Linked DNA regions of Mus musculus: regions 2 and 3 are each linked to region 1. The links are chromatin contacts, called in public ChIA-PET and Hi-C maps. All regions are on one chromosome and are shown on one strand. Each heading gives the region's core, a stretch centred on a gene start, on an enhancer-like site or on the middle of the called end of the contact. The rest is flanking DNA. Distances are from core to core; before and after follow the strand shown. Region 1 holds the start of Plcl2 (phospholipase C-like 2). Region 2 has its middle 38 kb from the start of Dazl. Region 3 has its middle 60 kb from the start of Gm41598.

Region 1 (4,158 bases), core at 805-3,304:
GCTCAGAACTCTCCAGGAAAGAGCTGAAGAATCTTTGTTAGCTACATCATTTTTTCTTTTGCTACTGTCATGTAAATGTAGAGGATTAGCGTCTACTACAAGAGGGGCAGGATCCTCCTGTGATGACTGAAAACATCAGAATTAGAGAACTTCTACAGGAAGACCCCTGCATTCTATCCTCTCTAACATACTCAAACACAATTATGACTATCAATCTAATAAAGCAAATGAAAAGCTGATTTGAAAGTATTTTTCTGTGAAACTGTCAGAAGACCAAAAATATATTTTGAGGCTAAACTAGGAAGGAGTTAATATGGAGGGGTGAGGCTAAAAAAAGAATTAAAATGTCATCTATCCATAAGAAAACATTTGTTAGTGGGTAGGCCCTATTTGACTTGCCCAGATGTTTACAAAAGCGTGCCAAGGGGATCAGAAGAATTAAAACACCCCAAGAATAACGAAAGGATTTTGATGTCGCATTTGAGGAAAGGGTGGACATGTTTATGAATGTAAAGCTCGTTTCCTTAGAGGCTCCTTGGCAATTTGCTACCATATTATGGTAACGAGGGCAAGGTCTCTAAGTTCTGTCCCAGGGGACTCTCAGGTACTCCTGGCCCAGGGAAAGTGCCTTTCCAGAAGATGAAATACAGTGAGAGAAAAACTGGGAAGCCAGAACCAGGCATGAAACTGGACCTCAGGGTGGCTGGGTTGGGGAGGTGGGTGGAGCCTCTGGTACCACACAGTGCACTCGTCCTGCTCTTCTGCCAATGGCTCTGCCAGGCTACACAGTGGCCCTGCGTTCTTCCTTGGCTCCAGGAATGGAGGTTTAAGGAAAGTATTTGCATATGAGAGCGACATGTTAATCATTGATTTTTGATCCTGTCCCAAACGATGGTCCTGATTTGGATGGTACCCACTAGGGGTTGAACAAGCAAGTCTCTCTAGTGTCAGGTTTAGGAAAGACACAGACTACAATGATAAACCTCCGTGGGACAACCCAGAGGCACCAAATAAACTCTGCGGAGGTCTTCTGTCTCTCAACGCCTGCCAGCCATGCCATCCCTACCCCAGATCCTGGCAACCTGTCGTGCTCATTGAGTTTAGCAGCCCAAGGACACGCAAGAGGATTGGTTTCTGTATGGGAAATGGGTTTGCTCCACTGAGGAAGCCCAGGGGGAGCAGGGTGGGAAGGGAGCGGGTTCCGAATGAAGGGCTGGAGCTGGACGCGAGGTGCAGCGGCCAAGACCACAGCCCCAGGACCCTCAGCTCGCCCGCGGCCTGCGGGTTCGCTGTCCCCCTCGGGATGCCTTCAGGTGACTGACAGCTGGCTGTGGCGTGCGCCTCGCTGAGCCGGCCTAGGAGAGCGACCACAACCGCAACGCCCGTGCCCGGAGCCCGGACGGGTCCCCTCGGCCTGTAGGGGGCAGCGCGAAGCCCGGGAGGCGATGGCCGCGGGTAAGTGGCGGTGGGCCCGGGGGCCATCAGAAGCCGCCCTGGGCCTCGGCTGAGCCCTGAAGGTGTGGGGGGGGGGGGGGAGACTGACGGGCCTGGGCGGAGCCGGGAACCCCGGAGCCCCGCGCGCCGCGCCTCCGCGTGTCGCCAGCGCCGCGGAGTGGGCGCACGTGTCCCTCGCGCCCCGCCGCCGCGAGCTCGTCGGTGAGCGCGGGGCCGGAGGGGACGCGGCGCTCGTCGGTGAGCGCGGGGCCGGAGGGGACGCGGCGCGCGGCGGTGGGCGCTGGCGCGCGCGCGTTATTTTTGGCGCCCGCAGCGGCGCGTGTGCCGGGGCGTGTTTTCCTTCCCCAGGTGCCGGCAGCGGGGGCGCCGCCGCCCAAGCTGACTCCTCTCTCCTCTCTCTCTCCCCGACCCCGGCAGGACCCCAGAGGTAATTCCGCCTGCACGACGTCCTTCGCGCCGGAGGCGAGCTCGCTGCACGCGCCACATCCCAACCAAAAAGAGAAAGAAAAAAAAAAAAAAGAAAAAAAAAGAAAAGAAAAAGCGGAAGAAGCGGCCGAGGCGGCGGCGGCGGCGAGGAGGAGGGGCCGCGCGCAGCGGCCCGAGGCGGCGGCGGCGGGGACGCGGGGACGCGGCTTTGTGCAGGCGGGTCGTGGGGCGCCCATGGCGGAGTGTGGCCGGGGCGCCGCAGGAGGGGCCCTGCCCACCTCCCCGAGCCCGGCCCTAGGCGCCAAGGGCGCCCTGAAAGCCGGAGCCGGGGAAGGCGGAGGTGGTGGCGGGGGAGGTCGCCTCGGCCACGGGCGGGCGCGCTATGACAGCGGCGGGGTTTCCAACGGAGACTGCAGCCTCGGCGTGTCCGGGGACGAAGCCCGGACCAGCCCTGGCAGGGGACCTCTAGGCGTGGCGCTCGCGCGGACCCCTAGCCCAGCTGCCGGTCCGGTCCCCAGGGACAGCAAACCGGGCGGCCTGCCCCGCCGGAGCAGCATCATCAAGGTAAGTAGGAGACCCGCGCGCGTCCTTGGGCTCGCTTTCCCCGCCCCGGAGAAGCTGTGGCGGAAGGAGGCGATGCAAAATGAGCCCACTGCGAAGGGGAAGCCAGGGTGTAGGGGTGTTTGGAGTGCTGGAGCAGGGATTGGAAAGCTGATGGCATTGGGAAAGAATGGAGAGGTGATCTGAGTGTGCAGGAGTGCTGTGCTCTGACATCCCCAGAGCAACTTGGGGCTGTCACCTCTCTCCAGATTGACTTGGAATTAAATGGCCTTGTACCTGCCTGGGTAGGACAGGCTTTTCAGAGGCAGCTTAGCATGGTGGCACACTCCCTGTAAGGTTTCTATTGTATTTTAAAGGACAGGGATCATGTGAAAATATTTTCTCAAAACCCCAGGCAATGAACATATATTATTTAATAGATTTCTTCTAATCTACTGGGTAATTGGTTGCCCCTTGCAAGTGATTGTATTTGGGGAATGTAAATACCTCTCCTTCAGTTACTCGGAGAAAGGGAACATAAACACAGATTTCCTCTTTTTTAGCCTCAAAAGCTCTGAGAGAATACAGTTCCGCACAATTTAATTCTTTCCTAGCTGCTATAAGCAGGCCTCTCCAAATTAGCAAGTTTCTTTGGAATGGTTTTTGCTTGTTTTTGTTTTTGTTTGTTTTGTTTTTCATGGTGCTATTTAGAAAGCCACCAGTTGTTTTGTGAATTTTAAATTTCAAGAGGTGACATTAAGAGTTTATGGTGGCTTCCTTCAAACATTGCAGTGTAGTTGCAACATAAAAATATTTCTTGTGACTCGAAGTGAAAAGAGAAAGTTGATAAGCTACGAAAAGTAGAACCTTGAGCCAGATCAGCCCATTTGGCTTGTTCAAATATGGAGCAAATATGGAATGTTGCTTTTTGAGACATGAAGGAGTTTTTAGGACAGGCCAGTGAGTACTGTCTGGTGCTAACTCATCCTGTTTGTGGCTGACAACCCTTAGGAGACAGGTCAGAATGTGCCAACAGCACAGAGTTGACACTGGTGGTATTTGAAATTCAGAAATGCTCAAGTACTGTGAAGGTGCCTCTGGGTTATCATCATCTGCAGCCATCTAGTGTAACAGACCACTTTGGTGCTGTGTAAGAGGCTGTTGTGAAACTGCATCTAGCCTTGTCATCTGCTTGCTCAGGTTTTGTGTGGACAGGGCACAGTTGAAGGGCTTAAAGATCAAGTGCATTGCCTGTCTCTAAAGATCAAGTGTATGGTCTAACTTTTAAACCAAGAAAAGCGGTGTCCGTTTTTTCCTGCTTGTGTAGCTCTTAGTGATGGATATATCTTCTCCTTCTAGTATGTGGTTTGTTTCCAGGAAAGTTGTCTTCGAGTATATATGATTATTGATCCTATTTGCAGAGCTATGCAACATTCCTGTTTTTATTGGTTAAATATTTGTGGTGAATTTGCATTGTGATATTAATAACACCTTATGTGAAAGTTTTAGATAATATACCGGTTTATGTAATTTTAACAACCTTTCCCCTCAAGGATTTTTTTTGGTGGCCAGTTTTCACATTTAAAAGGCCATGCTTCACAGAGAAGGACAGTAACAGCAGTAGGGTTGTTCCCTGTGACAGTTGTGAGAGCCAGGAAAGAAGTGCGGCTTGCCTATTTGTGACTTACAGAGTCAAGACTGACCATTCCTGTAAAGGCACATGGAAAAAATGGTGAA
Region 2 (4,692 bases), core at 1,318-3,817, 180 kb before region 1:
CAGCTTTCTACGTAAACAATATGATTTTGATTCCAGAATCTGAGCTAGGTTGTCGTTTTTTAATTTTTATTTGTACAGAGGCACTCTATCCTTGAACATTTTTTTCCCTTGCTCCTCTGGGCATGCATTCCTACCCAGGCTGAGTTTTCCCCTAAGAAAGGGCCTATGTGGTTTTTGTCTCTCCAAGTTATGATCAGGGAGGACCAAGGACCACACTGTTTAGTTTCCCTCTACGGCATTTTATCAGTAAATGTCTGTACTCTGGAATAAATTTCGGATGAGCAAGCCAAAGTGGACTAAGTAATGTGAGTCCGGGTGAGGTGAGGTGAGGTGAGGTGATGCTGTTGACTTAACAGAACACCTGAGGGGTTGTTCTGCTACTGATAGGCATTGGTTCTCTGGGTGCCAAGACTGTATCACGGAACGGCTCCAGGAATAGTCGGGCACTGAGGCTACCAGATCTTATTTGCCATGGTTAATCCTGACTGTCAACTCAATCAGATTGAGAGATGTCTAGAAGATCTGTAAAGAATACTCCTAGGGGAGCTCTGGAGATGTTTCTAGAAAGAAATAACTAAGGCAGGGATGACCCCTCTCGGGTCTGTGTCAGCATCCCAGTCGCCAGGCCCAGGATAGAATAGAAGGGGAGACTGCTGGAGGAGGGCTTCCTCAGTCTGTTTCCTGGCTGCCCCCACCTTTTGAAGCCTGTAGCATCCCTGAAAATGCTGAATGTCTCCTTATACCTACCATGCTATCCAGGAAGTTCTCTGTGATTGAAATAAAAATTTCAGTCCATCTTCTCTTGCTTTACTACAGGATTCTTCACTCATCCCTCAAGGCATGGCTTAGATTTTTCTGTCATTGTGATTGTTTTCTAAATCCCCCTCCCCCATCCTGACCATTCTGGCCGGTAGTAACTGCTACCTCCCCCTCCCTGGGCTTTCAAAGCCTACTGCTTCCCTTCCACACAACTTGCCACACAACTTCACTGTGCCAGGTGGTCTCATGAAAGTTTCTTGTGCTGTCTGAAGCTTTCGGCTGCATCATCTGTAGAATGTAAACACAACCAGTCCCACCTCATAGGGTCACTGTAAAAAACGCCACGGCACTTGGCGGCATGTGGTGAAGTATACATTTACTACTAACACTCGAGGCAGGGGCAGGGACAGGGACAGAGGCAGGGGCAGGGACAGAGACAGGAGCAGGGGCAGAGGGAGTCTCCGTCACGAGTTCCAGGCCAGCCAGCCAGGGCTATGTAATGAGATCCTGTCTCAGAGAGCAAGGAAGAGTGAGAGAGAGAGACAGAGAGACAGACAGAGAGAGACAGAGAGGGAGAAAGGGAACTTTCTAAGTCCTTGCTTAGCACAGTGCTGGGAACACAGTAAGGACTCAAAATCAGTGGTAGCCACTGTCACTGCTATAGTAATCATCACAATTATTCATCATATGGAACCACGGCTTGGCAATATTAGCTGTGAGAACTGAAGTCTGTCTCTCTTTGCTCTACTTCCTTTTTTGACATTTGCTTACTCATTTATTGTGTCACTTATAAAAGATGATTATGACCTTGTGTGACCAAATGTAGCTGCTTTCTCATTCAGGTATATGTATGCTGTATGGAGGTTGTAATTATTTGTTTTTTTTTTTTTTTTTTTTTTGATGAAGGTACTGAAAGGTCTGAAGAACCACAGCTCTGACTCTCATTGACTTTTTTGAATTAGGACAAAGCAACAGCCAACTCTGATCCCTGTAAAGAGCATTAGTGAGGCAGAACTGGGCCTCATTCCATTGTTCCACAGACATTTGCAAATGATCGTAGAGATAAGTCTGGTGAATCAGTTGGGTGAGGTAGAAAGAATAAAGGGCTCAGTTCAAGCCTTGACAGTGATCTTTAACTCTAAGCCTCAAGTGCCCTCTCAGCAAAATGGGAGCACTAGTAGCTCCCACAGCTCAGGACTGTTACAGAGATGAAATCATACTATGCATAGAAAGAACACACGTGTTTATGGTACATTGCTGGTAGTCAGTAACTATCCAAACACATCTTGATGCAGGAGTTGGAAGGGTCTCAGATGATGTTGATCAGGGTCTCTAGACACAGAGCCTGAAAAAGAAAAAAAATATTTTTGTTTTGTTGTTGTTTTTTGTGAAAGTGACTTACTGAAGGAATATAACTTTTAAGAATAGCTCATAGGAAAACATAGCAAGGGAGAAGCCAAAGAACTTTGAGAAATGGTAGATTCTACCCTCAGTCTGACTCATGAGGGCCCAAGGGCATCCACAGAGCAGAGCACTTCCCCCACTTCCCCCACCCAGGCAGAGGCTGGCTCTTTTAAGTCTCCTATCAGTCACTCTGCAGATTGACTAGTGAATAGATAGATTCTTTAGCTTGAGCTCAGATAACATGAAAGGAAACAGGAGCTTGCAAGAGCAAAAAAAAAAAAAAAACCAAAAAAAACCAAAACCAAAACCAAAAAAACCAAACAAGTTGGGGAGAGGATGTTGGGATGGGAGCTGAAGACTTACAGAGTTTACCACACAGCCAATGGGAGCCGCTGAACTCTCATGAGTGGGGGCTGTAACTTGATAATGGGTGAGCCAGGTGCCTCGATGATCCTTTTATGGCATCTCTTTGTTGTCAGGCTGAAGATCACATTTTCTGCCCTGACCTTCAACCAGCTACTTTAATTGGAGCCCAATCCTGCCCCATCTCTTCAGGCTCAGTGTACCCTGGTGGTAGTATTGCACAGATGCCCAGCAGAGCCATCTGGGCTGCGCCTGTCCACCCCCCAGCCCCACCCATACTCACACACTTTAGGATCTTGGGAAAGCTGCTCCTTGTTTGCAAGGCAGTCATTAAAGACTAGATGGGACTGATAATTTTTATGGCCTGAAAAGACGGTAGGAGTTAACGGCAAAAGGGAGCCTTATCCACACAATGGCAGGGCCGTGCACAGGAGCATATTTCCACCCAGGGCCAGGATGTGCTTGCGGTCTGTTTCCTGTGTGTGGATGACAGTGTCACCAGCCAGCTTCCTGCTTCTGTTAGCACGCCATGCCTTACCCGACATTACGGACTCTGGAGCCTCAAGCCAGATCAGCTCGTTTTTCCTTGCCTTGCTTTTGTCCGTACCATCTTATCACAGCGACAGAAAAGTAACCTAGAAACTGATACCAGCGCGGCAGGGAACATGATTTCTGTGTTTTGGAGGGATGTAGAAGATTCTGGAACTTTGGAGTAAAAAAAAAAAAATGTTGAATGTTATAAGCAGAGCTTTGTGGGTGTTCTGGTAGGAGCCTGGAAGACAGTAATGAGGTCAGAGAGAGAGTCCAGCTCTAGAGGGTTCAGAGGGATACAAGGATTCTACCAACAAGTAGGCTGGTAAAGACTCTGGCTACCTTCTGCCCATGTCCCAAGAACGCGGCTGAGGGTAAATGAAAATGTGATAGGCTGATTTTATTGGCAGAGGAGATCTCAGGCAGTGTGATGTTGAGTCTGTGGAATGCTTATAACCAGTTACTCTCATACAGCCCTATAATGAAAAGTTGCAACAAATGAGGCAGAAAGAAGTGGGGAAATTGTGCAGTTTGGTGAAAAAAAATCACCAGAAAGCTTAGTAGTCTAGCTTAAGTCATGCAATGAAGAAGGGGCTGGGTTTAGCATGCTAAGTGGGCAGCCCAGTATGTATGGAAAGCACAAACTGGAGTCAGCGGGTTGTATGTGCAGGTTGTGTGTGTGAGTGTGTAGACACAGGCGCACCCCTGTGTACATAGACGCTTAGAGAAAAGGACATGAGTTTGAGAAGGGTGTTACTGGGGACTTGAAAGGAGTTGGAGGGGGAGAGGGAGTGGGGGAAATGATGTAAATACAATGTACTCATATATAAAATTCTCAAAGAATTTAAATAAACATTGAAATTAAAAATATAAAATGGAGATTTTAAAATACATAATTAAAAATTTTAAAGGCTAGACAGGAATATTATGTGGCCAGCAAAATTGCTGAGTTTCTCAGGTACCTCAGCCTCTATAGAAAGAATCATTTCTCAATTAAAATAGTGTGGTCTAGAGAGACGAGTCATAAAATATCAACAATTTCAAACTTTTATGCCCTTGTGAAAAATGTTACATGTTTTATTTTACGAAAATAATATGACTTCATTAAATGCATTTTAAAAAGCAAAGATTTTAGAGATATATTTAGCTAGGAAACAAGATTAAAGTGAATGAATATGTATCAAAAATTCTACTGGGATTAACCATAATATCTAGGCAGTATGAACACTTTGAAACTTTCCATAAATGTATATATAGTGATGTTACTTTTAATTTTCGTAAATTATTTTTGAGGTACTATTGTTATTTTTACTATTATTCTTATGTCGTTATTTTGTGTGAGGGAAGGAAGCACTAAGGAACATGGACTTCAGAAGACAACCGGCTAGAATCAGTTCTGGTCTCCTACCTACCATGTGTATCTTAGGAAATTAAACTCAAGTTGTTGTATGTCTGTTGCTAACTGTGGCCTTCACCTACTACGTCATTTTAACAGCCTTGGTTTTGAGATAGGTTTTTAAGCAAGAGGATTTCAAAGGTTCCTCAGTATAATGAAAACCAAGCAAACACTTCAAATACTTGATACAATTACTCAATTTGGATTCCTTTGCATCTCCTTTCATACTCAAAGCCATA
Region 3 (4,838 bases), core at 490-2,989, 220 kb after region 1:
GAGCGGGGGGGGGGGGGGGGGGAGAGCAAGTTCTAGGAGAGAGCAGAGAACATAAAGGGAGAGCAAGGGTGGGAGGAAGGGTAAGTGTTCTGCTGACACGAACTTCAGCCAGAGTGTTCCAAAGAAGATCAAGAGACTTGTCAGAGAGAAATGTCCCAGATTAGGAAGGAGAGTGTCCCTTTCCATGCAGTAGGTACACAGCAGAGCAAGAGAAGCTGCCTGATATACTAGCATGGCTTCTGCAGCAGCAATGGGTTCCAAGAGCTAACAGAGACAGGGCAGGCAGTTCCAAGGTGACACATACCTGAGTGCTGGCACAGAGACAGAGCCTTTCTACATGCCCAGGAGAGTGTAGAAGGCTCCAGGAGCCGGAAATGCCCTGGAGAAGCATAGAGGGTTGAGAGAAGAAGTGGCTGAAGAGGTAGGTGACTCTAGAATTTGTAGTCAAATATGGTGGGTAGCAGAAACCAGCAGAGACACATGATCCATACCTTAGGAGAGTCAACTCAGCAGCTTGGCTCAATTAGGAGAAGTTAGATCCCTTGGAAAGGGGGCCATTTGTGCCTCCTGGGTTTTTGGCACCAGATGCATAAACTGGTGACATTACCATGCAATGGTATATTTAAGGCTTTATTTTAGACATGAGAGCAAGAACAGCCAAATGCATCTGGAAGAGCCTAGAGAGAAAGAAGTAGCCTGGACATGGCATGGAAAAAAAAACCAGGAGAAAAACGAGAGAGAGAGAGAGAGAGAGAGAGAGAGAGAGAGAGAGAGAGAGAGAGAGAGAGAGAGAGAGGAGAGGGGGAAGAATGAATGAATGATTATATCTGAACTAGGAAGGTTCTAAGAAGAATGAGTGGCTGAGGAGAGAAGACTGAGCGTGAGGGAGTTTGGGGTAAAGGACGGGGTGAGTAGAGACACACATCCCTTCTGTCTTTTGAAATTTGAGGAAATGGAGTTTCTCTTGGATCTGACAGTAACCAAAACCATTGGGAATAGTCTATAATGTTTTGGATAATGTTATGGGACCCTTTTTGCCAATAATTTAAAAAAATATATATATAACCCATTCCTGATACTGAATGGACCTAGATGGGGAAGGGGAAACAGACTACAGTATCATAAAGGGATAAAATGGAAACTAAAATAATAGGTGTGGTGGTTTGACTAGGTACCCCCCTTACACCCCACCCTCCTGCCCAGACTCATGAGTGTGAATGCTTGGCCCATGGGGAGTGGCACTATGGAGTAGGTGTGGCCTTGTTGGAAGGAGCATGTCACTGTAGTGGGCTTTGAGGTTATACATGCTCAGGGTTATACACTCATTGATACAGCCTCCTTCTGCTGCATTCGGATCAAGATATAGAAGTCTCAACTCCTTCCGCAGCACCATGGCTGTCTGCAAGCCTCCCTGTTTCCTGCCATGATGATAATGGACTGAACCTCTGAACCTCTAAGCCAGCCCCAATTAAATGTATTCCTTTGTAAGAGCTGCCTTGGCCATGGTGTCTCTTCACAACAATGAAACCTTACCTAAGATAGAGAAGTAAATGAGAGGCCAGGTTAAAGGAGGGTAGGGAGCAAGGGACAGCAAAGCCACTTGGAAACCTACTATTGTAGAAGCTTTCTCTGATAGTGAATATATAAAAGGAATCTAAATGGAGCCACCGTAGAATGAGGAAGATGACGTCTTACTTTCACGATGGGTGGAGGGTGGACTGTTTCCTGGCTTACCAAACCCCAAGATGAGGTGGCTCTAAAATTATACTGTATGGTGAAACCCCGGAGCAGCTCAGAGAGGCACAGTGCTGGTTGTTGCTTGGTCACCTCTAGGTGACCCTGTGGTTACCCTCTCTGCAGTGCCTGCCGCAGGCTTTCTTTGAATCTCTTAGAAACAGGATTCTGAGAAGCCAGCAGCAGCCTCGTCCCCACCCTGCAGGCCTCACACAGTTGCATTTTTATAAAAAGTTTTATTTATACTTCATGTGCATTGGTATTTTGCCTATATGTATGCCTATGTAGGGGTGTCAGGTCCCCTGGTCAGTTACAGACAGTTGTGAGCTGCCACGTGGTTGCTGGGAATTGAACCTGGGAAGAGCAGCCAGTGTTCTTAACCACTGAGCCCTCTCTCTAGTGCATTTTCCTTCTTTAGGTGGCCAGCCAGAGGGTCTGTGCTCTGGTGCAGGCTGTTGTGGATTGAAGCTGCAGAAGCTGCCGTGGCTCTGCAGAGCCTTGAGTTCAGAGCTTATGCTACCCCAGGCTTCCTTGGTCAGTGGTGGGCCTCAGGGCTGAGCAGTGTCCAAGACAGACATAAAGTACCTGCCCTGTTAGCTATGTGGGTGACAACTGGATGTAACCACATACAGTACTGTTGCAGGGAGCCAAGCATCTGCCTGAGATGGAGAAATGGGCTCCAGAGCTACTGTCCACAGTGTCCCTCTTAACTGGGAGAGGGGCATCCCCAGGGTGACTGAGGCAGGCAAGCTTGAAAGACGCTAACATTTCCCGACATTGGGTTCCATTCCAGGCCTCTGGCCTTCATGTTCCTGCTGGAGGAAAATGACAGTGGCCTTTCTACCCCATCATTGCTGCCTATGCCCCGTTTGCTCATCTGCTAAGCCCTACATCTCTCTAGCTAGACTGTAAGTTCTAAAGAGCTAGAGATCCATCTTTTCATGGTGAGTCTTCAGCTCTGGGCAGGGTTTGACAAATGCCAGATCCTCAATAAATAGTAGCAGCTAAGATATGGGCCCTGGTTTCAAGGAGGACGTGGTGACCAACTCTGCTATGAATACACACAGTAGCAGCAGGGAAGGCCGAGGAAGACCTGCAGCCTCAGGACAGCTTGGAGATAAGTCTCACTAATTTGGACATGGGAGGAAGATACCACCACTGCACAATTATCCACCCCCAGAGCTTAAAGCCACCTCCACCTGTCAGTCTGCTTGTGATGTAAAAGAACTTGGTTGTATACCTTTGCTCTACAAGGCCTGCCCTGTTTTGTGTGACCTGGGTCCTGGAACTCTAACAGAAGCAAGGGAACAGAGGACACACAGACACCCACAGAGTAAAGTTGGAAGTAGGCTACTGCCCCACCCAGAAACTGTTTACTGGGCACAGCACAGAGGGGAGGAGTTATCTAGTCTCTGAAGGAGGGCTCTGGAGGCAGGTTCAGGCTATAACCATCTTTGCACACGCTGCAAAACATAACCACTGATGCTTGGACTCAGGAGGAAAGCTTTGCCGTTCCTCAGTGCTTCACCCAGGTCTTTGCCACCTGAGGCCTTGGAATTCATAACCTGGCAATGTCTATGCCAGCAATACACATTCAGTCAAGACTTGGCTCACCCAGGGCGAACTGTAGCATGGTCAAAATGAAACCACACTGTGAGATCTCAGGATGCGATGCGGGTTGGGGCCAAAAGGGATCTCACCTAAGGGCTGCCTGGCTGGTCAGGTTGGCACTTCTAAGGTGGAGGCTGGGGAGCAGGGATCAAGGAGAGGAAGCTGGACGGGTGTAGCTTTGATGTGAGGTAGGCTGGAGCAAGAGCTCACTCTATGGGATGAAGAAGAGGTTACTCCTGTTTTTATTGGAGGGGTGAACTGGAGACTTGAAGGACACTCACTGGCCACACCTAGCAGACTGGGATAAGGACAATTAGCCCTTATTTACAATGAATAAATTGAAGGACAGCAGGGCTTGGCTTGGGCAGCTGAGTGGGTGTGGACCAAGGGAAGGGACAAGGAGGTGGCTATGCCATGTTGAGGTCAAGGATGCTGTGGGAGGGTTGAGGTGAATGGCCGTAACTTTGCATGGTGGTCTTCATTGTAGTTCTTTCACAGGAAGATGGCCCCCACTACAGCTCCATTCCCCTCAGTTTCCTTAACCACAGGCAGAATCCTGCGTCTGGGTTCCCATGACCATTGTGGTCTGAGTGTGCTCCACTGCTTAGTGAAGGACTGCCACTCTCCACAGCAAGTACCTTTGGGGGAGAATAGAACCTATGAGGCTACCACAAAACCAGTGCAGAGCATTTCCTGAGCAGGAAGGAGGTGTCCCCACCGCTCACCACATGGGGGCAGGTGCCTGACACCAGACTCCTGCCCCTCCTAGGCAGGATGGAAGCCTTCATCTGGGCTCCCTTTGTCACGGGCGCCTCATCCTGACGCAGACATGTCTCTCCATAGACACACATGGGCAGCTATGGAAGGAGCCCTCCATGTGTGGTTGCATTCTGATGCCAAGTCCTTCCTACAGCAGATGTGCTCCAAGTTCAGAAGTGCCCAGCGGCACAGATACCTCAGAGGATGTTGGCTGGCAGATGCAAACTTCAGAGTCAAAGTGTTCTGAGGGACAGAAGCCACTCCAACATGGCGTCAGCCACAGAGGCCAGCTGGCAACTGGATAGGCCTCGGTTAAAACCTCCCATGTAGAGGGGCTGTCCTGGGTATGGATGAGCCCTGTGTAATTGCTCTTGTGTTTTGAACTAGGGCAGCCCTGCCTTGCCTGAAGGACTCACCCTTCAAGCCAGGCTCAACCTTTAGCCCAGAAGCAGGAAGGATGGAGAGGAGGCTCAACACGGGAGGAGCCTGTGACAGGAGCCCAATCTGACAGGAAACCCAGGGAACGGCTAGCACTGGCCTAGGATGTTCCTGAGGTAGAAGTGAGAGGTTCAGACCCCAGATCCTCTTAGGTAGAGCTAAGTAGGAAGAAATTCCTGTAGCATTGGTCAGCCGGCTTGTGGCTGCTGGGACATGCTGTGTCCACTGGCTGGCTGGGCTGGGTACACGGTAAGTGACTGCTCATGAACTGTTGTGGGTGGCGGTGGGGGCGGTGG

What was found. Hi-C and Micro-C count contacts between places; a contact is called where the count stands out from the background. ChIA-PET counts read pairs in DNA pulled down with a chosen protein or histone mark.
Region 2: a Hi-C map of the N1E-115 cell line shows a contact between it and region 1, with 6 times the contacts expected there. The contact joins the enhancer-like site here to the promoter of Plcl2 in region 1. A contact is called at or near these places in 5 of 39 promoter capture datasets (the C10 cell line, the HPC-7 cell line, frontonasal cranial neural crest and 2 more), 6 of 484 Hi-C or Micro-C datasets (the C2C12 cell line, the N1E-115 cell line, cardiomyocytes and 3 more), 12 of 115 datasets of contacts at active chromatin or transcription factors (T-cell acute lymphoblastic leukemia, acute myeloid leukemia, bone marrow-derived macrophages and 8 more) and 3 of 9 other capture datasets (adipose tissue, macrophages and pancreatic islet).
Region 3: a contact with region 1 is called in an RNA polymerase II ChIA-PET map of memory CD8 T cells, with 85 read pairs. The contact joins the enhancer-like site here to the promoter of Plcl2 in region 1. A contact is called at or near these places in 3 of 39 promoter capture datasets (the C10 cell line and liver), 9 of 484 Hi-C or Micro-C datasets (the Ba/F3 cell line, CD4 T cells, CD8 T cells and 5 more), 8 of 115 datasets of contacts at active chromatin or transcription factors (the 230-238 cell line, CD8 T cells, bone marrow-derived macrophages and 4 more) and 2 of 9 other capture datasets (adipose tissue and liver).

What each region holds. Positions count from the first base shown.
Region 1 is chr17:50,507,493-50,511,650 of GRCm38.p6, forward strand. Plcl2 (phospholipase C-like 2) reads left to right here and starts at 2,055. Exons shown (of 6, transcript NM_013880.3): 1 at 2,055-2,445. The coding sequence starts at 2,116.
Region 2 is chr17:50,328,949-50,333,640 of GRCm38.p6, forward strand. No RefSeq gene overlaps it. Among named protein-coding and RNA genes, the nearest start is that of Dazl, 38 kb to the left of the region's middle. Within about 2 kb of position 2,568, at least 83 of the 459 cell types and tissues checked have an H3K27ac peak or open chromatin away from gene starts, as enhancers often do. A contact at or near this core is called in the HPC-7 cell line, the N1E-115 cell line, T-cell acute lymphoblastic leukemia and 8 more, where this site is marked.
Region 3 is chr17:50,727,987-50,732,824 of GRCm38.p6, forward strand. No RefSeq gene overlaps it. Among named protein-coding and RNA genes, the nearest start is that of Gm41598, 60 kb to the right of the region's middle. Within about 2 kb of position 1,740, at least 76 of the 459 cell types and tissues checked have an H3K27ac peak or open chromatin away from gene starts, as enhancers often do. A contact at or near this core is called in the 230-238 cell line, the Ba/F3 cell line, CD8 T cells and 7 more, where this site is marked.